5 separate regions of the Mus musculus genome follow, and all the other regions are linked to region 5. The links are chromatin contacts, called in public ChIA-PET, Hi-C and HiChIP or PLAC-seq maps. All regions are on one chromosome and are shown on one strand. Each heading gives the region's core, a stretch centred on a gene start, on an enhancer-like site or on the middle of the called end of the contact. The rest is flanking DNA. Distances are from core to core; before and after follow the strand shown.

Evidence for each region. A called contact is a pair of places that touch in the nucleus more often than the background predicts. ChIA-PET counts read pairs in DNA pulled down with a chosen protein or histone mark. HiChIP or PLAC-seq counts read pairs in DNA pulled down with a chosen protein or histone mark.
Region 1: an H3K27ac HiChIP or PLAC-seq map of heart atrium shows a contact between it and region 5, with 3 times the contacts expected there. The contact joins two enhancer-like sites. A contact is called at or near these places in 3 of 484 Hi-C or Micro-C datasets (cerebral cortex and uterus), 2 of 115 datasets of contacts at active chromatin or transcription factors (Th17 cells and heart atrium) and 1 of 9 other capture datasets (embryonic stem cells).
Region 2: a Hi-C map of Th2 cells shows a contact between it and region 5, with 2.9 times the contacts expected there. The contact joins two enhancer-like sites. A contact is called at or near these places in 1 of 484 Hi-C or Micro-C datasets (Th2 cells) and 1 of 9 other capture datasets (embryonic stem cells).
Region 3: an RNA polymerase II ChIA-PET map of memory CD8 T cells shows a contact between it and region 5, with 29 read pairs. The contact joins two enhancer-like sites. A contact is called at or near these places in 1 of 39 promoter capture datasets (the C10 cell line), 1 of 15 datasets of contacts at CTCF or cohesin (pro-B cells), 12 of 484 Hi-C or Micro-C datasets (B cells, the C10 cell line, CD4 T cells and 5 more) and 2 of 115 datasets of contacts at active chromatin or transcription factors (large pre-B cells and memory CD8 T cells).
Region 4: a contact with region 5 is called in a Hi-C map of Th2 cells, with 3 times the contacts expected there. The contact joins two enhancer-like sites. A contact is called at or near these places in 5 of 484 Hi-C or Micro-C datasets (CD4 T cells, Th1 cells and Th2 cells) and 2 of 115 datasets of contacts at active chromatin or transcription factors (CD8 T cells and memory CD8 T cells).

Annotation. Positions count from the first base shown.
Region 1 is chr8:115,157,609-115,162,108 of GRCm38.p6, forward strand. All of the region lies in intron 8 of Wwox (WW domain-containing oxidoreductase), which reads left to right. Among named protein-coding and RNA genes, the nearest start is that of Gm39257, 200 kb to the left of the region's middle. Within about 2 kb of position 2,488, at least 143 of the 459 cell types and tissues checked have an H3K27ac peak or open chromatin away from gene starts, as enhancers often do. A contact at or near this core is called in Th17 cells, heart atrium and uterus, where this site is marked.
Region 2 is chr8:115,134,670-115,139,027 of GRCm38.p6, forward strand. The region is part of intron 8 of Wwox (WW domain-containing oxidoreductase); the gene reads left to right. Among named protein-coding and RNA genes, the nearest start is that of Gm39257, 180 kb to the left of the region's middle. Within about 2 kb of position 2,347, at least 5 of the 459 cell types and tissues checked have an H3K27ac peak or open chromatin away from gene starts, as enhancers often do. A contact at or near this core is called in Th2 cells, where this site is marked.
Region 3 is chr8:114,813,971-114,818,599 of GRCm38.p6, forward strand. The region is part of intron 8 of Wwox (WW domain-containing oxidoreductase); the gene reads left to right. Among named protein-coding and RNA genes, the nearest start is that of Gm16118, 110 kb to the left of the region's middle. Within about 2 kb of position 1,586, at least 88 of the 459 cell types and tissues checked have an H3K27ac peak or open chromatin away from gene starts, as enhancers often do. A contact at or near this core is called in B cells, CD8 T cells, Th17 cells and 1 more, where this site is marked.
Region 4 is chr8:115,188,699-115,193,278 of GRCm38.p6, forward strand. All of the region lies in intron 8 of Wwox (WW domain-containing oxidoreductase), which reads left to right. Among named protein-coding and RNA genes, the nearest start is that of Gm39257, 230 kb to the left of the region's middle. Within about 2 kb of position 1,268, at least 57 of the 459 cell types and tissues checked have an H3K27ac peak or open chromatin away from gene starts, as enhancers often do. A contact at or near this core is called in CD8 T cells, Th1 cells, Th2 cells and 1 more, where this site is marked.
Region 5 is chr8:114,971,600-114,975,985 of GRCm38.p6, forward strand. The region is part of intron 8 of Wwox (WW domain-containing oxidoreductase); the gene reads left to right. Among named protein-coding and RNA genes, the nearest start is that of Gm39257, 13 kb to the left of the region's middle. Within about 2 kb of position 1,677, at least 36 of the 459 cell types and tissues checked have an H3K27ac peak or open chromatin away from gene starts, as enhancers often do. A contact at or near this core is called in B cells, CD8 T cells, Th1 cells and 5 more, where this site is marked.

The sequences.
Region 1 (4,500 bases), core at 1,238-3,737, 190 kb after region 5:
ACAGAAGAAACGAAGGTCGCTCACCTGCCGACCTTCAGCGTGGGAGATGATTCTCAATGGCCTGGTGGGCCAGATTTTCTCACCAGTTTCCTACAGTGGGGAAGAGAGATGCTGTTGAATCACAGGGAATTGCACAGGCAAAGGATTAGACTGGACCTCATCAGCTCTGCAGATGGAGGGAGGGGCATGTGCTAAGAAAGGCCAGTAACTTCTAGAAGCCAAAAGAGGCCGTGAACCAGATTCTCTCCTATGCCTTCTATCAGGAGCCTGATTCCCAGATACATGGATTTAAGGATACATTTGGACTCCTGACCACTTCGATCATAAAGAGCAGAGTTGCCTTGAGCATCTAAATTTGGGTGTATTCCTTACGGCAGCAAAGGCTAACTAACACCCGCTCAAGCCATTCCCTTGAAACTTTTCTCTGTCTTCTACAGGCCCTCAGAGCACCACGTACCCATTCTTCTCGCAACAGCCTGTCCTGTCACACTTAAGGTGTGTGGTAGGACAGCTTAATTACGTACGGCCTGTCTCCTCATTAGGTGTGGGCAGGAACAGTGTGTGGCTCACTCTCCTATTCCCAGGACCCACCACCGCCCAAGGGCTCAAGAGCAGCTCAGAGAGTATTTGTAGAATGAATAAATGCATGAGGGAGTCAATGAATACATTAATTAATTAATCTGTAGGAGAAAGAAGGGCAAGCCACCATCAACTTTAATTAAGTGCATATCCCATGTCCAGGGCCAGTGAGGGGGCTACAGAATTCCAGGAACCAGATCTGCCCAGTGACAAGCTGGCAGCCTTGCCCTCTCTCTCAAGACAAAGGCCTCCCACCCCTTCCATCCAGGATACAATGGGCTGCTCTTCTACCCTCCCCCTCCCAATCTCAGCGGGAGAGTCAGGCTGAATATTTCTTTAAGGGATGCTGTTGAGTTTTCTTCCGGGGGAGCAAAGGATTTGTAGAAAAACCCAGCGTGTAACTTGAGTGTTCCGTGTAGCCAGATATCGGTGCCAAGCTAAATTTGTGTGTGCAGCTTCTGTTTAAGGCAATTATATAGTGTATAATACCCAGTAGAGAAATTAAGTCCAAGTACATTTTGCCCACAGAGATTATCCTCTCAGTTGGATTTATTTTAAACAACTTTTTGCCCCTTATACATTAAGACGCATGCAATAAATCACTTATGTAATAAACTGCAGTATATTATGTGGAAAAAAATGAGCGAGTGGCGTGTGTGTGTGTGTGGGGGGGGTGGCTTCCAGTGGAGCCAGACCTCAGGCATGAAGAGAGAGGAGGGGAAGGGACTTGGAAGGAGGGGGCCGCTGCACCAGAGGAACTTGGAGAGGCTACAAATGGAAGCATCTCCACAGCGAACCTCAGGCTGCTGCTGGAGGGAGCTGGTTATGTAATGACTGCGGCAGTGGGGCTCCAGAGAAACTTTTTCCAGCTCGGCTTTTCCAGAGCATCCTCCCAGCTAATGTTCATTACCGGGGGTGGGGGTGGGGGTGGGGGTGTTCAGAATTAGGCTGGAGGCTGGAGGAAGGGAGATGGAGGATGGGAGTTTGTATTAAAGATGAGAAAACAGAGATGAGAGCTTTCTGTTTAGCAGCTCTTGGGTGAGCCCTCCATCCAGACGCTGAATGATTGCTCTTCATTGTAAATACCAATGGCCATCATCTATCCCGCAGAGGGGGGGTCTCAGGAAAACGGGGGGGGGCGTGCTTTACGAGAAGTAGCAGCAAATGCGTTCGGTAGCAGGCCACCGGGCTTCCGGAGTGTCTAGTATACACCAGCATGCTGTTCGTTCTGTATCCGAATTTCTAATCTCACAGGCGTCTTATGCTTTTCTGAGCCAAGTCCAACAACTTTCGCCGGGGTAGCCTCCAGCGATGAGGATTCCTGTTAGCAGAAAAATGACTGTGAGCTCCGACTTCGAGCAGGGCCTCGAGTATTTACCTAGTTGAGGCTTCCCAAATGCACTACCAGAGGGCACTATGATTAGTCCCATTTCTCAAAAGTGTAAACTGAGGTTTTTTTCCTTTTGTTTTGTTTTGTTTTTTTTTTTTTAACAAAAATCTGCCCCCAAGTTCTCTCCATCTGGAAGGAAAAGAGCCAGGGTTCATGCCAAGACCCATCTGGCTCCCAAATGCTTTCTGGCAATCACCAAGTTATACAACCAATTCTAGATGCGGATCCGAGAAATAACTTCATGGTGAGACTTGCCAAGGGAGGCTGCTTGCCTCCTTCCTGCAGGAACACATTGCAGCTCACAAATCTACGCCGGCTAGAAAAAAGAAAACCAATACTGCTCAGAAAAAACGCTTGCAAACTTCCCGGCAGAAAGCCCCCTGTTCACCGTGGTGTGCCTGCCACCGGGGAGTGGAAGTTGAGGGGTGGGGGTGGGGGGGCACGAAGCACGGTCAGAAGCTAGGAGTTTCCGGCTGAAGAACCTCCTTCCAGAGCCCCTAGAGGAGAGCAGAGGAGCCGCTCCAATTTCCATGTGCGCCTTTCTCTAACTTTGAGAGCCCAATAAAACCCAGAGTGCTGGGTAGGAATCAGAGGCTGCTAAGCTGCTTGTAATTTACGATTTAGCGTCGCACAGTATAAAAATAGGCAGTGAAACTGAAAGGCAATCAAGTCTATTGTCACCAGGAATGGGACGTGATCTGACATCCGCCGCTGCCGAGAGCCCGCTGTGTACTGGGAATGTAGTGTATATGGTTTCATTTTATCTCGACATCCCTGGAGTCTGGCCCCTGTCATTTATCTGTTCCCGAGTTACAAAGCGCCCCACGTGCTACTAGTAGACAACAACCAATGCATTTTTTTGTTTTTGTTTTTATTAAATCCCATCATTTTCTGGCTCAATTTTTTGGGGGGGGGGGTAGGGATTGCTTTGTCTCTCAATCTGTTGGCTATGGGGCAAAGGTCACGGGGTGATTGGTGGGTGGGCTAGCCCATAATTACCTTTCTTACTGCATGAGTGGCTAAGTGGGGGGCTCCGCCTCTGGCTTCTTTAGCGTGGTGGTCTTAGAGAGGTTGGATCTTGTAGGGCGTACACCTCATAGCTGCCATGGCAAGGTCTTCTCCGACTGACCTTGGACATCACAGGAAGCCACTTCCTCTCACCATATGAGGAGACCTTATAGTGAGTTTACCATCCCTGGCACACTGGGATTCAATGCAGGGGGACATAAGGCTCTACTTCCTGGTGGGAAGACTATTGAAGAACTTGTAGCTGCATTTTGTAAGCCATCTGGGTGTCTGTGGTCTGCATCCTCTTTGTCCCCATAGCAGATCCTTCTAAGAGATAAGGACCCTGATTTTGTTTGACCGGGTCCCAGTGCTAACCCAGGGTGACTCAGCTAGCTTCTAGCTGCCACCTCAGGGTCAGGGCTGCTCACTTCATGGAGGTCAGGAAGCAGCAAGACGGGGGATGGCGCTGGGACAGGGGTCAGAGTCAGGGTGTGACCTTCAAAGCCATGCTCCCTAGTATCTGCCTAGCCCAAGTAGGTCTAATCTTCTAGTCTCTTTTGCTTCCCCATAAAGTTGTCAAAGTATGAATCGATCAGTGAATTAGCCTGATGATTAAGCCAGCCAGAGCCGTTAATGATCCAATTATTTTCCGAAGCTCCACCTCTGAGTATTATTTTGGGACCACGCCTTCAAAGCAAGAGCTGTTTGAACAGTACCTACTACCTCAACTGTAACATAGCGTTCACTCCAAACTGCCTTTCGCTCACAGAAGTCTTGAGACTTTGGGGCTCATTAACAAATCAATTAAAGTGTCTGGCAACACAAAAATCATAAACCAGAATCCTGGATTCTCCTTCAAGAAGAATTCCCGGGGTTAACAGAGAATCCATTCATGTCTGCCAGTCCGGCTTTGACTCTTTCTCATTTTCCATTGGCCCAGGGGTGTAGGAATGGTGCTGAAAAGTACTCAGGGGCAGACAAAACTGCGGTTAAAGGCAGCCCTCCTCGGCACTCTGCCCTCCCCCACCCCCCCCCCCACCTCTACTTAGCTTTACTGGTTTCTATTATAACCCACCCAGCAAAGGACAGCATGGGCCGGTGAACATGGGTCAGCATTCTGATGGCTGTGGGCCCTCAGCCTGTGTGTTCCCCACCCCTCTTAAATATCCTTTTGAATCCCATACATTATGTTAGGTCTGCCCGACTTCTGTTTATACGGCAGCAAAGCGGGGACGGCTTGGATTTTGGAAGTTTCGCGGGAAGGTATTAAATGTGCTTTGAAACTACTTGAAAGTCCAGCTGTGTGTGCTTTAGTTTTATATTTAGCCCTAAATTAGAGACTCCATATACCTCAAGTAATAAAAAGGCTCAGCAGGGACTCAGGTTTTCCTTACGTTGGCCCCGGGGTTGGGCACCAATGAGAGAATTTATTATTTATATTTAGAGGGTTTAATTTCGTAGCTTAATTCTGCCTTTTGTGATGGTAGCCGCCCCACCACCACCCCCAGACACACACCTTGGAT
Region 2 (4,358 bases), core at 1,097-3,596, 160 kb after region 5:
ATGAGCAACGTCAGGACTTTGTACTATACACAGTGGTCACTCTGCCAACTGAGCGAAGTCTCTGGTCCTTTGTGTCCCTTCCCTTCCCCTCCTATTCCTCCTCATCCTCGCCTCTCTTTCTCTTCCCTCTTCCTCTTCCTAACCCTCTACTCTCACACCCTCTTTCTTCCCCCTCCCTTCATCCCTCTCCTCTTTTTTTCCCTCTGAGCTTTCTTTCTTTTCCCCTGGTCTAAGCCTCCTGAGTTATATGCTGGCCTGCTTAGATTTCTTGTTCTTTTCCTTGCCTGCCTTGTGTCTATCTGTTTGCTCTCCAGAGTCCTCTCTTGGCAACCGAAGTTTCAAGATGAAAGGGCAAAGGGGGAGCATTTCTGGGTGTCTTGAAGGACACAAGTTCCTGTACAGATACGGGGTCAGAGGGTTGGGCTTCTGAGCTGAGAGTCCCCCCTTCCCTCATCAACAGAACTGGAACAATTTCTATCTCCAGCCGGGAAAAATTGCATGTAGCTTTGTCTTTATTTCCTCCGACTTCTTTATCTCAGTCCGCACGACCAATCCTGGGACTATTTCAAGGGACATTGCCAGGCTTTCTTTCCTTTGGCAAGACAGAGCCTGTGTCACCTTTAGGTCGGATTCTAAGCCTTTTACATTCTGTCCCTCGCTGAGAAAATATAAAGTTACCTCCTCATCCATTGTCTGGATAAACACAGTAAATAACGTACACGGTGCCACACATCTCCAGTGCCACTAAAGATGAGGCAGAGACAGGAGAAATGCTGTGGGTTCGAGGTCTGTCTGAGCTACCTAGTAAATGCCAGACCAACTAGGGCTATAAAGCAGGACTTTGACTCAAACAAAACAAAACAAAACAAAACCCAAAAGCAACCAAAAAAAAAACCCCAAAACCCCAGAAAACAAAGACAAAAAGCAAGGGAGAGATGCACTATGTTCTCACAAAGCAACTGAGTCCAGGGAAGCCCAATCTCGTTAATACTTTATAAAGGAAAGGAAGGAAAAGGCAGTTCTTTGGGGTTTATGTTGAAGAAGCAGTGTTTTAGATGATGTTGTAGCAGGGCACACTGCAGATAAATGAACCATCTTCCAGATAATAACCTAGGAGGGCTCCGCGTGTCACACATCACACCAATAAACATCTTACTTAATTGAACAGCAAGCGTTTGTCTCTCTTCCATTTCTCACAGACACTGGCTTCTGCAGAGTCTTAGGAGAGGCCAGGGTTCCTCGGAAGCTGGCTCCACTAGGAGGTGTAGCCTCCTTTTCCAAAGCTAGATTGAGGTTGATGTAGGGACCCCATAGTGGGTATAAAATCATCAGCCGAGATAACCAGCCCTTCTCTATGCGTGTATAAATAAAGGTGTGATTTGTTAACAGGAGATTGTTAACAGCGTTTCCTTTGGTTTTTATTTAGAGCAAACTTGAAATATTGCCGGGGCTTAGGGTCTCTGGTAAGACGACAGTGGTCCAGGCCAAGGAGAAGGGCACAGTGTTCTGTGGGTCCATAATACATTGTGCAGCTAGCACACGGTCAGACCCCAAAGAATAGAGTCATTTGTTCACACTTCTCGAAGCCCAGTGTTGGTAGTTCTACATGTGGATGGCCTAGCCCAGACAAGGGCATTGTCAGCAGGCAGCATGGAGCCAACTGAGCTTGTAAGCAAGAGTGCCAGGCTTCTACCATAGAGCTATCTGGCAGTCAGGGGTTGGGGGGAGAATAGCCAAGACTCATGGTCCTTCAAGCCCAGAAGGACCCTTAGTCTAAGGGCATAATCTTCCCTTCTATCTTTGCCAGCTGCCATATGTCTCCCCGTGCTCTGACCCTCTGCCCGAGTACCCCAACCCCATCCCCAATGACTGGTACCCTCCTGCCCATTATCCCACAGTGCTTGAAAATTTTGTGAAGCCTCTTTGTGAAGATGCCCCAACATCCCCCTGGTGCATTTGGCTAGTGCCCCTCCTCTGGTCCTGGAACACTGAAAACTCTTTATGCTTCTACCTGTGTGGACTTCAACATTCTCTTCATTATTCACCCTTGCAAGCCCCACAGAATTCTTGGCATAGTGTAGACACTCAGATGTTATTTCTCAGGTGAGGGAACAGACCCATGAGCAAACAACTGAACGGATGAGCGAGCATGGGCTTTTGTCCTTGCAAGACTCCGCGCGCCCTTTCATCTCAGCAGCATCTGTGAAACACACCTACCTCTTTCTGATCTTCATTCTCAAGCAGTTTTGAAATGAGAACCAAAGCGGCAACGTTTTGCTCTTGGTACCCCAGGACCTCACCCACTCCCGACACTCGGGGCCTGTGTGGTAAGGATCTCAGATCCGGAGTGTGTGTGGCTTGTGTGGGGGTCTGTGACTAAGGGAGCCACCCGGCATACGGTGGTGAAACCCGAAAGGACGACTTGAGCAAGTAATTTCTGAAGAAACCCAGCAGGCAGGGCAGGAGAGGCACGATGTGGAACAGGAAGTTGCAACTTGGCCATTTGTAGCTCCATCTGGGTCTCCTTTATGGAACCTCAGCCTGGAAGAAGCCTGGCTGCTCATTTCTAAGCTTTAACATCTGTACTGGAGAAGAGAAGATGAGTTTCTGGATTAATGTCATACCAAAACCAAATAATAATAATAATAACAATAACAACAAACAACAAAACAATAATAATGAACAGGTAACATTTGGTCTTGCCTACATTAGATCTCTCTATTAGAAATTCTATTTAAAATGTTTGTTTGGTTTTTTTTTTTCCCTCCTCTTGGGACCAGTCTTGTTGGGTCCCCTCCATGCTTGGTTCCAGTGGAACTAAAGGGCAGCAAGCTGGCTGAGCCATCTAAGATGTACGGTCACCTCCACCCCTGCCTAGGACCTCTGTACAACCAACACCTAAGCGCTTGGCTGACAGCTGCCGTCCTTTTCTGTTTGCCTTATTGCTTTGCGTCTAGCATGTCAGCTCACTAGAGAAATGTCATCTGACTAGGGACAGTCAAGAGTCACCTAAGTCTCAAGTCAACAAGGCCACTATCCGTGCTGCTTCTCCATGCGGCTCTGGGAAGCTGATCTGTCTACTTTGGTCCCTAAAGTGTTGACTCTGTTCCCTTTGTGTCTAGTATTTGTTTGAACACGCCGCTTCCAACTATATGTGTGTGTGTGTGTGTAAGAACTAGAGATCTGGGGGAAATGGCAGCAGGGGTGTGTGTGGCGTGTGTTTGTCGGGAGTGAGGGGATGGTACTTGTCCGGAAGGCTCAGAAATCTCTGTGACCTCCCTTGGAGAAGGAGACTTCCTTGCAGTGTCTCCCGAAGACCCCAGGTTCCAACAGAAGACATTGATTCGCCTGGTTAGTTATGACCTCAGAACTTCTTGTGGCTCCCTTCTTTCTGATCCAGCTCCCAAGCAAAGCCAAAGGCAGAACGAATGTGGGCAGAGACTGGCTTAAGGAAGCCTGGCCCTTGCTCTGGTCCTCCAGATTGCTCTCACTAAAGCCTTGCTGTGTTCCTTTCTTAGAGAAGCTTTCAGCCCTCTTCTTATAGGACACTGTGAAAAGTAGGCACAGATCCTCTCTAAGCATGGGGGAGACTCTTTGCATTTAAAAAACAAAAACAAACAAACAAACAAAAATCCCAAAAGAATTCATGTCATTGTGGAGTATTCATAAAACAAAAGAGAGAACAGATAGACGTGAAACAAACTATTCACATTCCCAGCCACACCCTCTGTGCGTCGTTCATTTGTCTATTTACTTCCAGTCTTTTGTTTTCCCGACCTATTAGTTGGGCATTGATTTGCTTCTAAGCAAAAACTGCCATTACTAGCATACCATCATCAGTGACAAGAGAAGGACATATATCTGTTCAGGGCAGGTGGCTGGGACCTTCTCTTCTCAGTTGCTTGGACTCTGAGACCATATATTAGACAAGGGTTTCTACTCTGCCACCTTGTTTTTGTACAGGACTGTGTTAGGGACAGGGCAGAGAAGTCCTTTTCTCCTGAAATAGTTGAAGTTGACTGAAGTTCCTGTGGTGTTTGTAGACAGAATCTTTCTAGCCTGCAGGGAGAAACTGATAGGGCCTTCTCGACAAAACCCCCTCCAAAGGCATTGGACAAAACCCTTCTCTAAGAGTGCATGCAAACACGTTTCAAAGGCATTGGACAGTATCCCTAAGACTGCATGCCCTCACACCTGAAACAGCAGATACCCAAGAACAAACAGGGATTCCTGGTGGCCGAGGATTCTCTTTCTTATCTTGGGAAGTTGCACTAAGTGTTCCAACTGGAATATAGAATTGCATCTGTATCCCAACACAGTTGGTAACTGCAGGAGGTACTGTGGGGTGATTCAGCTCA
Region 3 (4,629 bases), core at 336-2,835, 160 kb before region 5:
ATCCCAACAAGGAGAAATGGAGATGGGTAGTAACCGGTCGGTCACACACGGCTCACAGGCAGTAAGTCTATGTATGGGTCAGTGGAAGGCAACAGGATTTGGTGACCAACCCTGACTTGTGAAGAGCAAAGTTCTCGTGGGGTCAGAGCCTCCGGAATGGTCAGGGACCTTCCGTGATGGAAGGCTCTCGTCCCTTATTAGAGGTGGTTCATTTATCTTAGGTGCCATCTTAACCGTGCAGGCAGGAGAGTATAATTGTAAGCTATAACAAAGAGTATAAGTAGTACTGAGCCCATGGTGATTTGAGTCAGGAGAGACTGGCCTGACCCGGGCTTGAGTCTCGGTGCCCACCATAGCCACCGTTCATGTTTCAGAAGAATTGGGCCAGTGTCATACACATATTGTTTTGCACTATCTTACGGTTCAAGGTTGGCAGCACATTTACATGTTGCCACAGATTACAATAAAAATGAAAGAAAGAAATTGTTCCTAGTAAGAAATAGACGAAGGCCGAGGACTATATCTTGGTGGCTAGCATGTGTGAGGTACTGGGTTTGATAGAGGGGAGGACATAGAAGAGAGAATATCCCAAGACCAGCACCCACATCGACTGCTTTTCCAAGTAGAAGATTACACACTGACTCTGCCCATTCCTAAACATTCAGTCTTGTTAACAGGTCTTTGTATGGATTGGTGCATCTCTCTGCCTGGAATGTTCTATCCAAAGCTAGCTGCAGGTCTTTCTTCTTCTTCCTCCTCTTCTTCCTCCTCTTCCTCTTCTCCTCTTCCTCCTCCTCTTCCTTTTCCTCTTCTTCCTCCCCTTCCGCCTCTTCCTCCTCTTCCTTCTCCTCCTCTTCCTCCTCTTCCTCCTCCTCCTTTTCCTCCTCTTCCTCCTCCAGACTGAGTCAGGCAAGTTGGCATCCTCTGTAGTCCCCACAGTACCCTCTCAAGTCATAGGACCATGTGATATCTGTTTACTAGCCTGCTGGGCATCATACACTGCCACCCTGAGCATGTGTGTGCCAAGAGATACAGTTGAGTCTGGCAGGAGCCCAGCATGGGAGAAGGAAAGTGGTAGAGGAGGAGCCAGGAGATAGAGCAAAAGTCTCCTGACGGCTCCCAAGACCCAGCCTACTGTAGATCCTCCCGTCATGGGAAAGATCATCACCAGGAATGTTTAGGAATAGTGCGACTGTCAGCAGAATGGTGGGGTGGGTGTCAAGAGCAGTGTCGTCAGCTGTGGAAGACATTCTCCAGACAATGAATGAGTGGAAATGACTTCACCCACTTCCCCTTCCTCACCAGGACCCTTGCATCACCTTGGATCTAGCATCACTTGTCACATATGTCAGGAATCAAGGACTCTGGGAGCAGTGTGGTCAGCAAAAGGCACAATTAGTCATGTGTGAGCGTTTTGTGTATTCCACGTAGCTTTCCCTTTTTTTTTTCTTTCTTGAACTGCTCCCCTCGAGGGAAACCCACTTCCGGCATGAGTTTCTTGATGGGGTGTTCTAACTAAGGGCTTTAGTCATGTGAACATAAACAGGAAGGTCCTCACCCCACCCATCTCACAGACCCGGAGCAAACAGACATAGACCACAAGTCTCACCCAACCTTCTCTGTTTCCTCAGTGTATGCCCTGGCTTACAGTCTAATGCAGGAGGGCCAGTTCCCAGCTTCCTCCCAAAGCTACATTTTTCTGTTTGTCTGAAATAACTCAGATCTCAGGAGTTTGCTGTTACATTGCTTCACAGAAATGAGTGAGTGGTGCTCTCTCTCTCTCTCTCCCTCTCCCTCTCCCTCTCTCTCTCTCTCTCTCTCTCTCTCTCTCTCTCTCTCTCTCTGGTATACTTTGGGTATAAGAAGGAACTTACAAATCCACTCCTTTTTCCCTTCTCTCTGTAGTTTGACAGATTATAGGAGGTGGGATGATATTTTTACGTACAAATATCCATTGCAGAGATCCTTTGGACATAGTAACATAGAAGAAAGCATATTCTTTTTGTAGCCTAAATCCTCAATACTGTTGGTATATGAGGATGTTGATTTCTGATTTTATCTAACACTTGGCATGGGAAAGGAATTTCACTAGCTACTACTAGCCTGAACTCACGCCTGCCTAGCATATCACCACTGTCAAGGAAAATAACAGTGATAAGTATTGTTTTGGAACCAACCTTTTCTAACTAAAAAAAACCAGAGCTGTGGCGATTAGGGTTTTATGCTCTATAGGAACAGTGATTGTGAAAGCTAATAAAAATATTTAAAAAAAAAAAAGGCAGAAGAGAAGTTCTACTTAGGGTTCTTTAAGCTGGAGTTCTTGCTTTCTGCTCTGTTTGTGTGTGCGCCATCCCTGTGTAACAAATCAGCATACACTTGGCAACTCTAGCCCATATCAATGGCTGCAGTTCTATAGGTCGAAAGTAAGGGCCCATTATAGCTGTGTTATCATCTCTGAACCTCAGGAAGACCGTGGGGCATCAGCTGGAGCTGCACTCCTGTCTGCGGACACTGGAGGGAAATCCACTGCCACGTTCGTTCAAGGTGTTGGCAGAATTTAGTCCCTTAAAGCTACAAGACTGAGGCTTGAGGTTCCTCTTCAGTCATAGCAGGTGGCTGCCGTCTGCTACCGGAGGCCACCCACCCGTGTCCCTTGACACCCCAGGAGAAGCAGCAGCGACCCACAGATGAAGTCCCTTTGAGGTTTGAATCTCCCTCACTTTCTCGACGCTGCTGTCTGAACACAAATAGAGGGACTTACGTGACTTGGGCACCGAGTTTGGAGCTTTCGATAGCATATGTAAAATCTGTTTAGAATAAATGCACTGACAGATCAATGCCTGGGAGAAGCCCATGTGTACACGGTGGGTCTCTTCAATGGCTGAATTCAACACGCTGTCTTCTCTGTGCCACAGAGTTCCCCACTTGGAATCATGACATGGAGGATTGCCGGGACCATCGAGTGAGTGGTTGTCACTTGTTAGCCCTGTGGTAGCAGACAGGCTTTCCACAGATACCCTCCCAGTTTCCCTTTCAGCTGTGCTGGTTAGGCACAGAACAATGTGAGGCAGGAGAAAAAAAATAAGCCTGGAGAGGTCTGGCATGTGACCTCTACCATGTCAGCCTTGCACAGTGCTCTGCTGAGATACGGTTTCATCTTAGAACACCCCTTCCCCCACAATTATGCTTGAACCCCCAGTGCAGCCAGGTGACATCAGTATGAAAACTGATACACCCATCCCACACCCCTTTACTCACACCCAGGAGGGGAGGTGCCTCTCCTTTGTTCTATTCCAATACAGGAGCAGCCGGGCCTGGAGGGAATGCTCGAGGCATCCAAAGAGTGAGTCTGAGCTTGGAAGTTCCTCACGCTAGGTGTGCCCCCCCCCCATGGGACCCAGAGGAGCCTGTGACCAAGGAGAGCCATGAACACAGTGCCCCCCAACACACACACACACACACACACACACACACAAAGTCTAAGCTTACTTAAAACATGTGACAGTTTTGCAGTTTGCTTTGCAAATTGATGGCACATCTCTGGACTGAGTTCACAGACAAAGCCTTTTTGCAACACCAAAATGTCTGCTCAGGCATTCCACTTGCCCCGCCCCAGCAGGTGGCCCGTGGAAGATGTATCATGGCCTCCCATCATAAAGATCTGGCACCATGCATAGCTTTTTAACAGATGCCTGGACCCGGTGAGTCCCCACATGCCTTTTTAGTTCATCTAAGTGCACAGATCTTCAGCCGACTCACCTTAAGTGGATGAGCTTGGCATCGTGACCACTGGCGCAGGGAAGACCGTGTGGGTGGAAGCTGAATCTTCAGCATCCTAACACAAGAGCAGGGCTCAAAGTCCTCCCATGTAAAACCTCACAGCATGTGAGTCCCTGACAAGGAGCCACAATTGGTTAATTACAGGAAGACAACCCCATACACTCAACAGCTCCTCTTGCTTCTCACCCTACTGCGTGCCTCCAGATCCTTCAGAGAAGGATTACAGATGTTTTCTCCACCACCCCCACCACCCCCATTTCTCCTTCTATCTTTCTTTCTTTGAGCTCTCTGCACTCCACACTTCAAGCTAAATATAATGTATCTGATTTCCCACCATACATACTAATCAGAATTGAAAGTTGTCTTCTGGGGCTTTAAAAAGCTAGCCAAGAGCGGTGCGATTTCTCCAAAAGGATGTCTGCAATCAAGATGATTACATGGGAAAATAAATCATAATTTATATTGCTGAAAATGCCATTTGCAAAAAAAAAAAAAAAAAAAAACCACTCTGACAATGCCTCTCCCGGTCTACTTGTCCGTTTCTCCGTGTGGGATAAACGCTGCCCTTTTGCAGCTATCCCTCTTTCCTTATTTATTTATTTCCTTTTAACACTTTGAATACTTCAGAAGCAATCGCCATTTCTGGGAGGCAGGAAGTTGTTGGGGAATACAACTGACAAGCTGGAAAGACCTGAATTGAACAATATGGATTCATGCGAGAGAGAGCACAAGGATGTTCTGTATTCAGGATGCACGTGCGGACATGTGGGCATCTTTCTATTGAAAAAGAACTTCAAGCCGAACTCTGAAACCAAAGGCTCTCATCCACCCACATGCCTTTAGAGCGAG
Region 4 (4,580 bases), core at 18-2,517, 220 kb after region 5:
GATGCATCTCATGAAGCCCTTCCATCCCTGCTTTTATGTTTACAGACTTTGGGGGAGGAACCTATTCTCCATCCTCTTGAATAAACCACACCCAGACTTTTTCTACCTAACTCTCCTTTTAAAAAAGCACTTAAAAAAAAAGCCCAACACGTGTGTGAATTATGTCGGGACATGCATGTAACATACTGCATGTACGGAGTCCAAAGAACAGCTTTCTGGAATCAATTCTTTCCTTCCTCCTTTCTGTGAGCTCTGGGGATAAAACTCAGGTCACCAGGCATGTTCGACAAGCGCCTTTAAACCCCTGAACCATCTTGCCAGCCCCTTGCCTGCCTCCTGGTGTGTTCCTGGATGAAAGGTCATATGCAGGTAGAAGAGGAGAGACAGGACTGGCTTGAGAGTCTGTGCCCCATGAGCACAAAGCCCACCTTCTCTCCCAAAATGAGGTCCCCCCCATTGCCTTTGGCATCATGTCACAGGTGGACACAGGCTCTCTGGCCGACCTTCTGGCTGGAGCGCAGCAGCAGCTCGTTGGCTTTACTGCCTCACGACGTCCACCTTCCTGATCAATGCTTATCAGTTTGCCAAGAGACAGAGCCCGCCACTGCAGAGATTGATCCCAGTTATTTATCTCCCTGGGCCCAATGTAAATTGGTCAATCCTATTCGCATGATAAAAATCATAATGTCTCAAATTACTTACTCAATAAAATGTGGGTCTGTCTATTATTAGTGATCATTAGGGTTATAATGCAGCCTGGAAATGTGGAGCAAATTAACTGCTCATGCAAGCCGTGGGCCCCCTGTGTGCAGCTAATCGTATGCACACCGTTCCACCGGGCAGAAGGGTTTGCAAGAGCCATTTCAGAGTAGGAAGGGTCACACCCATACACCTTTTTCTTCTTAATCTGAATTTCTCAAAGGAACTTTTACCTAACATACAATGGAACCACAAGAGTTACCAAAAAGAAGAAGAAAAACAAAATAGAAAAAGGAAAAAGTAGAAGTATAACTAAAAATAAATAACGTATTTTAATGGTTCTATTCCCGTGTCATTAGATTTTTGAATAATGATGCATCAAAATTCTCCTTTGAGAGAACTCCCACAGAACCCCTCCTTTCTTGTCTGTCTGTCTGTCTGACTGTCTGACAACAGTTTCTCTCCCTGAAGCTTCCTACTCAGTGACATCACGGGACAGGTTCTATAGTCACGATGAGTTCCCATCGTACCTTGGCCGGGGCCATTTCCTCTGTGGCACAGGCTTCCTGGACACGTGGGCAGGTGGGAGGCTCTGACTGCAACGGCTGGTGTCTGGATATGAGAGAGGTGTAGCTTTGAGTGGCAGCGTCAGTTTAGAAGAAAATGAAAACAATACTCTGCGTGTAACCTGTTTCCTGTGAGGGTGTCAGGAAACCTCACAAGGAACTTCACAGATGAAAACTATGAGATAAATAGAAATAATGGCACCGTGCCAGGAATCGGACATTTTTACAGGTGTTCGGTGTATATAAAGATTTCTTCTAGAGAGGATGGCTTTTTTTTTTTTTTTTTGCAATACAGTCTGACACAAGATCCAAACCAAAGATGAGATTTAAATGGATTTAAAGAAAGCCCCTACCACCACCACCCCTAATAAACAAATAAACAAACACCACAAAAAAAAGCAAAAAACAACAACAACAAAAAACCACTTTGGATCAGGATCCTACTAGTATTCAAGTGCGCCTGACTTTAGGCCTGTTGGGATCCAGGTTCATAAATGGTACCAAAGGATTTAATTATCTCTTTCTCAGTTTTCATCAAACACCCCTCCTAGTACTACCAAAGGGTAGGACCACCACCATGGCTTCTTCTTAGGCCACTCTGGCTGCTTTTCACTCTGGACCAACATCATGAGCCAGAGGCTGCGAAACTCTCATCAGGGAGGCCTCTGCCCTGTGACCCTTCCTAGCACCAGGAAGTAACGTTAGCTTCTAAACAACCATGCCTTGAGAAAGTCACAGCGGGTGGCAGCTGGGGAGGGGGACCCCCAAGGGGCTTTGGGATATTATAAACAAAAGAAGGGGACCGGGTACCAAGAATGGAAGCTGCAAAGGTCCACTCTGTTTAGGCATGCCCTGGACTCATCTTTTAGTGTTTAAAGAGGATGAAGACTTACGGAAAGGCCTAGGGGGGTGACTGTGTAGACAGAGGACCCCAAAGGTGACTGATGTTGGGAGCAGAACAGGGCTCTGTTGAAGGGCTTGGGTTCAGGAGACTGGGAATGACACTTAATAACTGTAATTCTGGTAACTGCTCTTTTGCACGTGTCTATGTATGTGTTATATGTGTAAGCATGTGTATGTGTGTATGGGCTAACGCGTGTGGGATCTCTGTGTGTGTGTGTGCATGAGTGGAGTGGCCAGAGGTTGCCATCAAATATCTTCATAGACATAAGACATAGACCTTACATGCTGAGGCAATTTCTATCATTAAATCCAGAGATTGGCAATCCTGCCAGTCTGGCTACTCTGCTTGCTCTGACAATCCTCTGCCTCTGCCTCCTGGGACCTGGGGACCTGAAGTGGTGGTTCTCTCCCTTGTGCTTCAAACACTCTACTCACCGAACCCTCTGTCTAGCCTAGGTAGGCCTGATCAATTGACGGACCCTCATTAAGGCCTCCATGTTCTGAAGTGTTAAAATGCCCTGTTGTATTAGAGTTTTTGGTAAGACGACCGATCAGATAACAGTTGTGAGTCATTGCATCGTTAGTGACTGCTTTGTGGAGAGATTTTCAAATTTTTGCCATGAGCTCTGGAAGATGCAAAGCTCCTTGAAAAGAGCATTTCTGGTTCTGACAAGATGACTTCTCCGTTTTGAATTTAATAGCCAGGGAGAGCGCGTCTTTCCGAAACACGCACTGGGATTAAGCGCTTGGATAACACACAGACTTCACTTCTGAGGGAGCAGAATGAAATGCAAGCCTGAGATTCAGTGATACTCACTGGATGTTTGGCCTAATGGGAAACTGGCCAGAGCTTCATTGCCAGGTGTGCAGCTTGCAGCTTGAAATATGGCTTGGCTCCTCCATCATAGACACACATCCTGTGTGGCCTCTGTCCCTCAGATGTTCCAGTGACCCAGATATAATGACTTCTCTTTTCAACCAGCCTCCTACCTTTCAATGCACTCAGTAATGTGTTGGGCCATTCTCACCTCTCCATCTTATCTTTGGTTCTGTCTTGGGGGTATCATCTGCATCTACTTTCCATCACTGTGGCAATAAGCCACCACAAATTTAGTGGCATGAATTAATAATTCAAATGTATGTCTTTACAGTCAAGAATACAGTTTTGTTGTGTATCTCTACCTGTGGTTTTGTTTTGTTTGAAGGAGGGTTTTGGTACCTTGTTTTGCTGAGGTAGGGTCTCACCCATAGCCTATGCTGGCTTCAAACTTTCCATCTTCCTGCCTCCACTTCCGAAATTCTAGATGTATTTCATCACCCTGGCACACAAGTCCTAAAATCAACGTGTCATCCAATCTTAACATCTATAGCAAAGTCCATTCCTTACCTTTTACAGATTCTAGACGGTTGTGACATTCCTTTGTATGTGACCCCTTCTTGTAGGAGCCAAACACATCATCCCAGCCTCTTCATGGGCTCATATATCCTCGTCCTTGTCCTCTTCCTCTTTCTCTTCTCTAGCCTGTCATCATGCAAGCTCTAACTTTGACCTGCCTTCTGTCCTATTTGTGTGTTTGTGCGTGAGTAAGTGTGTGTGTGTGTGTGTGTGTGTATCTGTGTGTGTACATGTGCACATGCATGCACATACATGCAGAGGTTAGAGAACAATCTTGGCTATCTTTCCTCCAGCACTATTTACCAAGTAGGTTCTTTTTTGAGTAAGGGTCTTTTACCAGCCTGGAACTCATGGGATAGTTTAGGCTAACTCTCTCACATACCCCAGGAGTCTCCCTACACCTGCCTTCCGAGAGCAGACATTCAAGCAAACTCCTCTGTGCCCAGCTTTGTTTGACCTTTGTTCTGTGCATTGGACTCAGGTGCTCATGCTTGCAAAGCAAAGCACTTTACCCAATAAGGTGTCTTCCCAGCTCTCTTCCATCCCTTTATAAAGACCCTGTGTTCAGTCTACTCAGATAACCCAGCCCATTCCCCCTTTCTCAAGACCCTTAACCAGAGCTGCAGTATCCACCTGGCTCTGTCAAGTAATGTCATCTCCACTGGTTCCCAAGACAAAGATGTGATGTCCCAGAAAGAGGACATGCTTCTCCCCTGTCATTCTTATATTTGGTGATGGCATAGCTCACAAGTGTGAATGTTCCCTGCAAAAGGGACTTTGATGCTGTTGAAGGTGTCCACCGTTGGAGAGCTGGGAATGTGAGGTGTGGCTTGGCCCTCACCTCTGACCTTATCTCCCTACAGCATCTAACCTCTGTGTGCATCTCAGCTTCTGCAACTGTCAAATCAAGAGGTAGATGAGGTGCAAGGTCCCCTCGGAGCATCTAAATGTCTTAGATAGCTTCCAATGACTGATTTGTCAAAGTTTCATAGGGTAGATGAACAGGAAGTCCCCCC
Region 5 (4,386 bases), core at 427-2,926:
CCAGCCGGCACAGGGGAACCAGTTCTTGGTCCTAAGCAGGGCCAAGGCAGCTGGGTACGACAAAGACAGGTCATCTGTTGACAGCTGGGACAGATGTTCAATAAATACCGTGGGGGAAATAAGCTGAGTGAAGAAAATGAGAAGGCTCAGGTGTGTCATTTTTGACCGGGAGTATTCAAGACAGGGCTCTCAGGAAAGGCAGCATTTGAATGCAGGCCTGAAGGGAGTAATGTCACTGGCAGAGCATTCACCCAGAAGAAGCAGCCATCGAGTGCAAAGGCCCTCCGGCCAGAGCCTACACGGCACGCTTGAAGAGGAGGCAGCCGCAACCTAGTGGATGTGAGTGGGGGCTTAGAGGACGCCTGAGAGTTAGCATGCTGATGTGGGAAGCCTTCCTTCTAGAGAAGCTTCTAAAATTTGCTCCTTTTCCCCCAAAGAATGGGTCCCCCAAAGAGTGGATTGGCGAGAGGGGCAGTAACACGGACAGAAACAGAGACACCACACTAGAAAGCTAGGCAGCGATCCAACTTAATAAAAGACCTCAGAGCCAGCAAGGCCAAAGCGGTTCCTGTTCTGCTCCGGGTGACAAACCGTCTTAGAAATAACGATGGTAGGCACGCATGTAAAGACACTCAGAAGGACCCTTCTAATGATGCCAACGGCAAATGATTTGTTGAATGTATGTTCCCACCCCGCAAGGCCCTCAAGAAACAGCGAAACAGAGACAGGACTCAATTTCCCCCATGAGACTAACAGTGTGCATGTGTGTTCTCCCTAGATCTGCTCTCCTCTCCATCACCTGGCCAGTGTGGTCCTCATCTCTAGGCTCCCGCCTTGTGGATAACATCTCTGTAAAAACCTAGTAACTATAACTGTGGCCATAGCTAGCATCTCTCACAGTATCCATGCAGTCGGGCTAAATCACTGTGGCCATAGCTAGCATCTCTCACAGTATCCATGCAGACAGGCTGAACAGCAGCATACCCTCCCTGTCCCCTGACCCTCCATTCTCTGCCTCTGCCATGCTGGAATCACAGGAGCATGCTGCTGCACCCAGGTCTTTTTGTGGGTTCTGCAAGTCCACCTTGAGGTTCCCATACTTGCAAAGCAGACACTGGAGATGTATTGACCAAGACATCTCCCCACTGCCCCACTTTAATACATATTTCTTACACTAAGACAAACCTAAATTTGTGTTTTCTGACACCACAGCCTATGGTTTTGTTTGTTTGTTTGTTTATCTTTTTCTCTACCATTGCTCTGACTCTCCCCCGTCTGACATTATCTAGGACTTGCCACAATTTCAGGAATGCTCGGCTGTTTTGTTGTTGTTGTTGTTGTTGTTTGTTTTGTTTTGTAGCATGGAATGGGGACTGTCCTCAGTCACTGGCTGGGTCATGGACAGCAAACATTTGGCCCTCAGAGTGACATTCCTACCAAGTTTCCAACAATGGTGTCGGCCTGGTACGCCTGTCCTTCCTTGGTGTGAGCAGAAGTTTTATGACTGTGTGTTTATGGGAAAGTGCTGTTACTATTCTTAGACTGGCTGCTCTCACTTATTCATAGCCCCACTCTGCTGGTGGGCGGGAACGAGAAGTTATAATAGCAGCGCAGGTGCCTCTCATTGTCTTCCGTTCCTCACTGGATCGTGTTTATTAAGAAGGAAATCACAGTGGTGTGTCTGGAACTGCGTCTGAACAAATAACCCACAGGGAGGAGTCCCCGGAAGGTGGGCAGGAGGCAGCACACCAAGAGAGGCAAAAACAAGCCCGTGCTAATTGGGATCAGGCAGTGCTTTGCATGAGAATCAAGAACAAGAGCTCGGCTGCCACGTAATTACTGGCCTCAACCTTTGTTGGCATACTTCTTCACATAATTCTACAGGAGAGCGGCAATTTGAATTTAACACACTTTTTTTTTTCCTTCTGGGTTTTTAAAGGAATTTGAAAACAGAATTGCACGAGTACAGGGATGAAGAGAGGTCTTTGCTAAATGTTCAGGTTGCTTATAAATATATCGCTACACACACACACACACACACACACACATACACCGAGAGAGAGGGGACGAGGGAGAGGGAGAGAGAAAGAGTGCACACACTACCACCACCACTCTTTGGACAACTATCTCACTTGGTGATGTTTGGTTCCTTGGACAAAGCTCTTCTGACTCATTCAGATGAAAGGCAGGAGACTTAATTCAGTAGAGATTGGGAACTGCCAGCTCTTGGAGTCCACATCATCATAATCTTGTGGCAGTTTTCTAGCCAGATCCTTGAGAGACTTATGGATGTGTGTCTCTACATGTGGGTGTGGTGTTTACACAAAAGGCAACCCTTGGCCCATGTCATCGCTTTGGTCATGAGGCACCCTGAAGGGATATCGCAAATCCCTTTACAGAACCATGCAGCAAGTGTACCTCTTCATTCATCAGTCACTGCCATATCAAAGATAAACCAGACGTCACCCATGGCTCTGATACTCATGGTCCCGCACCACAGACAGAGCCATGTACAGAGGACTGGAACACCAGGGTCACTTGCTATGGTTTCCCAGGGCAATAGAGAGGAAGAAAACAGTCCATTCAAATAGGGGAGGGGGCACAAGGTAGTGCCCAAGTAGGCACCACCTCAGAGGACGCTGAGGGGGTAAATAAATTAATCTTCCAACAATAGAAGGATTGGAAAGACCACAGACAAACTTGGGACACATCAGGACAGAAACACATTTGGGGGGGAGCTTAAGGCCAGCCATGGCTAACATGTTGAGTTGGTCCAGGGGCTACTGAGAAGACAGGCAAGCTAGACAGAAAGGAGTAGACATCAAAGCCCACATCACGGGTACAGGAGGAGAAGGGGAGACATGCTCAGAGCTCCCACCATCAAACGTGGCCCTATTTTTAGAAGGGTCTGACTCCTGAAATACCTTAGTTCCTCCTACCTCCCTGGCTCCTCGTCTCTCTGTTCACTGAACTGAAAAATTATCAGGGCTATATTCAGCCCTCGCCAATAATAACATGTAACAAAAATATCTCATAGATTGCAACTTAGGAGTGTTTTGACTGCTCCCAGCCAAGTCTTTGAGAGTCACAGTGTGTACCCCACCCCCACCCTGTCTGCCTTTTTGATGAGTAAAATTGAGCCTTTTTTTTTTTTTTTTTTTTTTTTTCCCCAAAATGATGTTCTTTTGTGGCTTGTCTGCTTCTTCAAGAACAACTATACTCACAGCATTCTTCCTCTCTTATTGAAACCGAGAAGCCACCATGGCACCCTTCTGGGGTGGGGTGAGTATCAAAAGTTTGGAGACTACTACCTACCTTTCTGCAAACCTGGTGGGGAAAGAGGCAGGCCTGAAACTCCACTGCCACCTTGCTCCCATGAGAATAACAATGTCTTCCTTACAGACAAGACGTGAACCTTAGCAACTAGGTACCCAGCAGTTATTCACACAGGAAGTGGGATGAGAAGTATTATGGTAATCTCTACCATTATTTTCCCTGCGATGCTGGCTACTGTTTCCTTTAGCCAAAGGAGCTTTGACCTTCAGCTCACTGCTTCCTCCTGAATCAAGAGCAGACTGCCCACCATCAGCCTGGTCTCGTTGGCATTGCTCAATTAGTATATATTGAGATTCTGTAGGAGTCCCTGTCCTGAGTCAAACTCAGTAGGAGCCACCAGAATCCTTACTTCCTTACATGACCATGTCATGTTATGATAATTAATTATTAATTATTCTTCCCTGTAGAGATCAGATGTTTACCCCCATCAAGATCCTATTCAAAGACATCATGGCTTCTTCAGTAGGCCCCAGTTCAGCTTCCAAACCCAGAAGACACTTGGAAAGTGAATTGAGAAGGAAGAAAACGCCCTGTATGTTTCAAGGATCTGGGGTGGTACTTTCAGGATGATTCCTAGACTTGACTGGACTATAAGCACAGAGATTGCCACTCTGGCATCCAGAAGCAGACCTGCTTGCCTCGGACACTCCCTTTACTCCAACTTAGCCTCCTGTTCCTTGGTTTCCTCATCTGTCAAATGGGGATGTGTCCTAACTTGCTTTCAGATACTATGATAAACACCACAGCCAAAAGCGATTCGGGAAAGGGTTCGTATATTGAAGTTCATCACGGAGGGAAGACAAGGTAGGCAGTCAAGGCAAGAACATGGAGGTAGGAAGTGAAGTAGAGACAATGAAGAAACTCTGCATACTGCTTGCTCCTCTTGGTTTGCCTGGGGGTGGCACCACCCACAGTGAACTGGGTGGTCAAGTCACATATGCCTACTGGCTAGTCTAATGGAGAAAATCCCTCAGCTGAGGCTCCTTCTTCCTGGGTGACTCTAGTCTGTGTCAAGTTGACAAAAGCTAACCAGCACAGGATCCTGAGGAC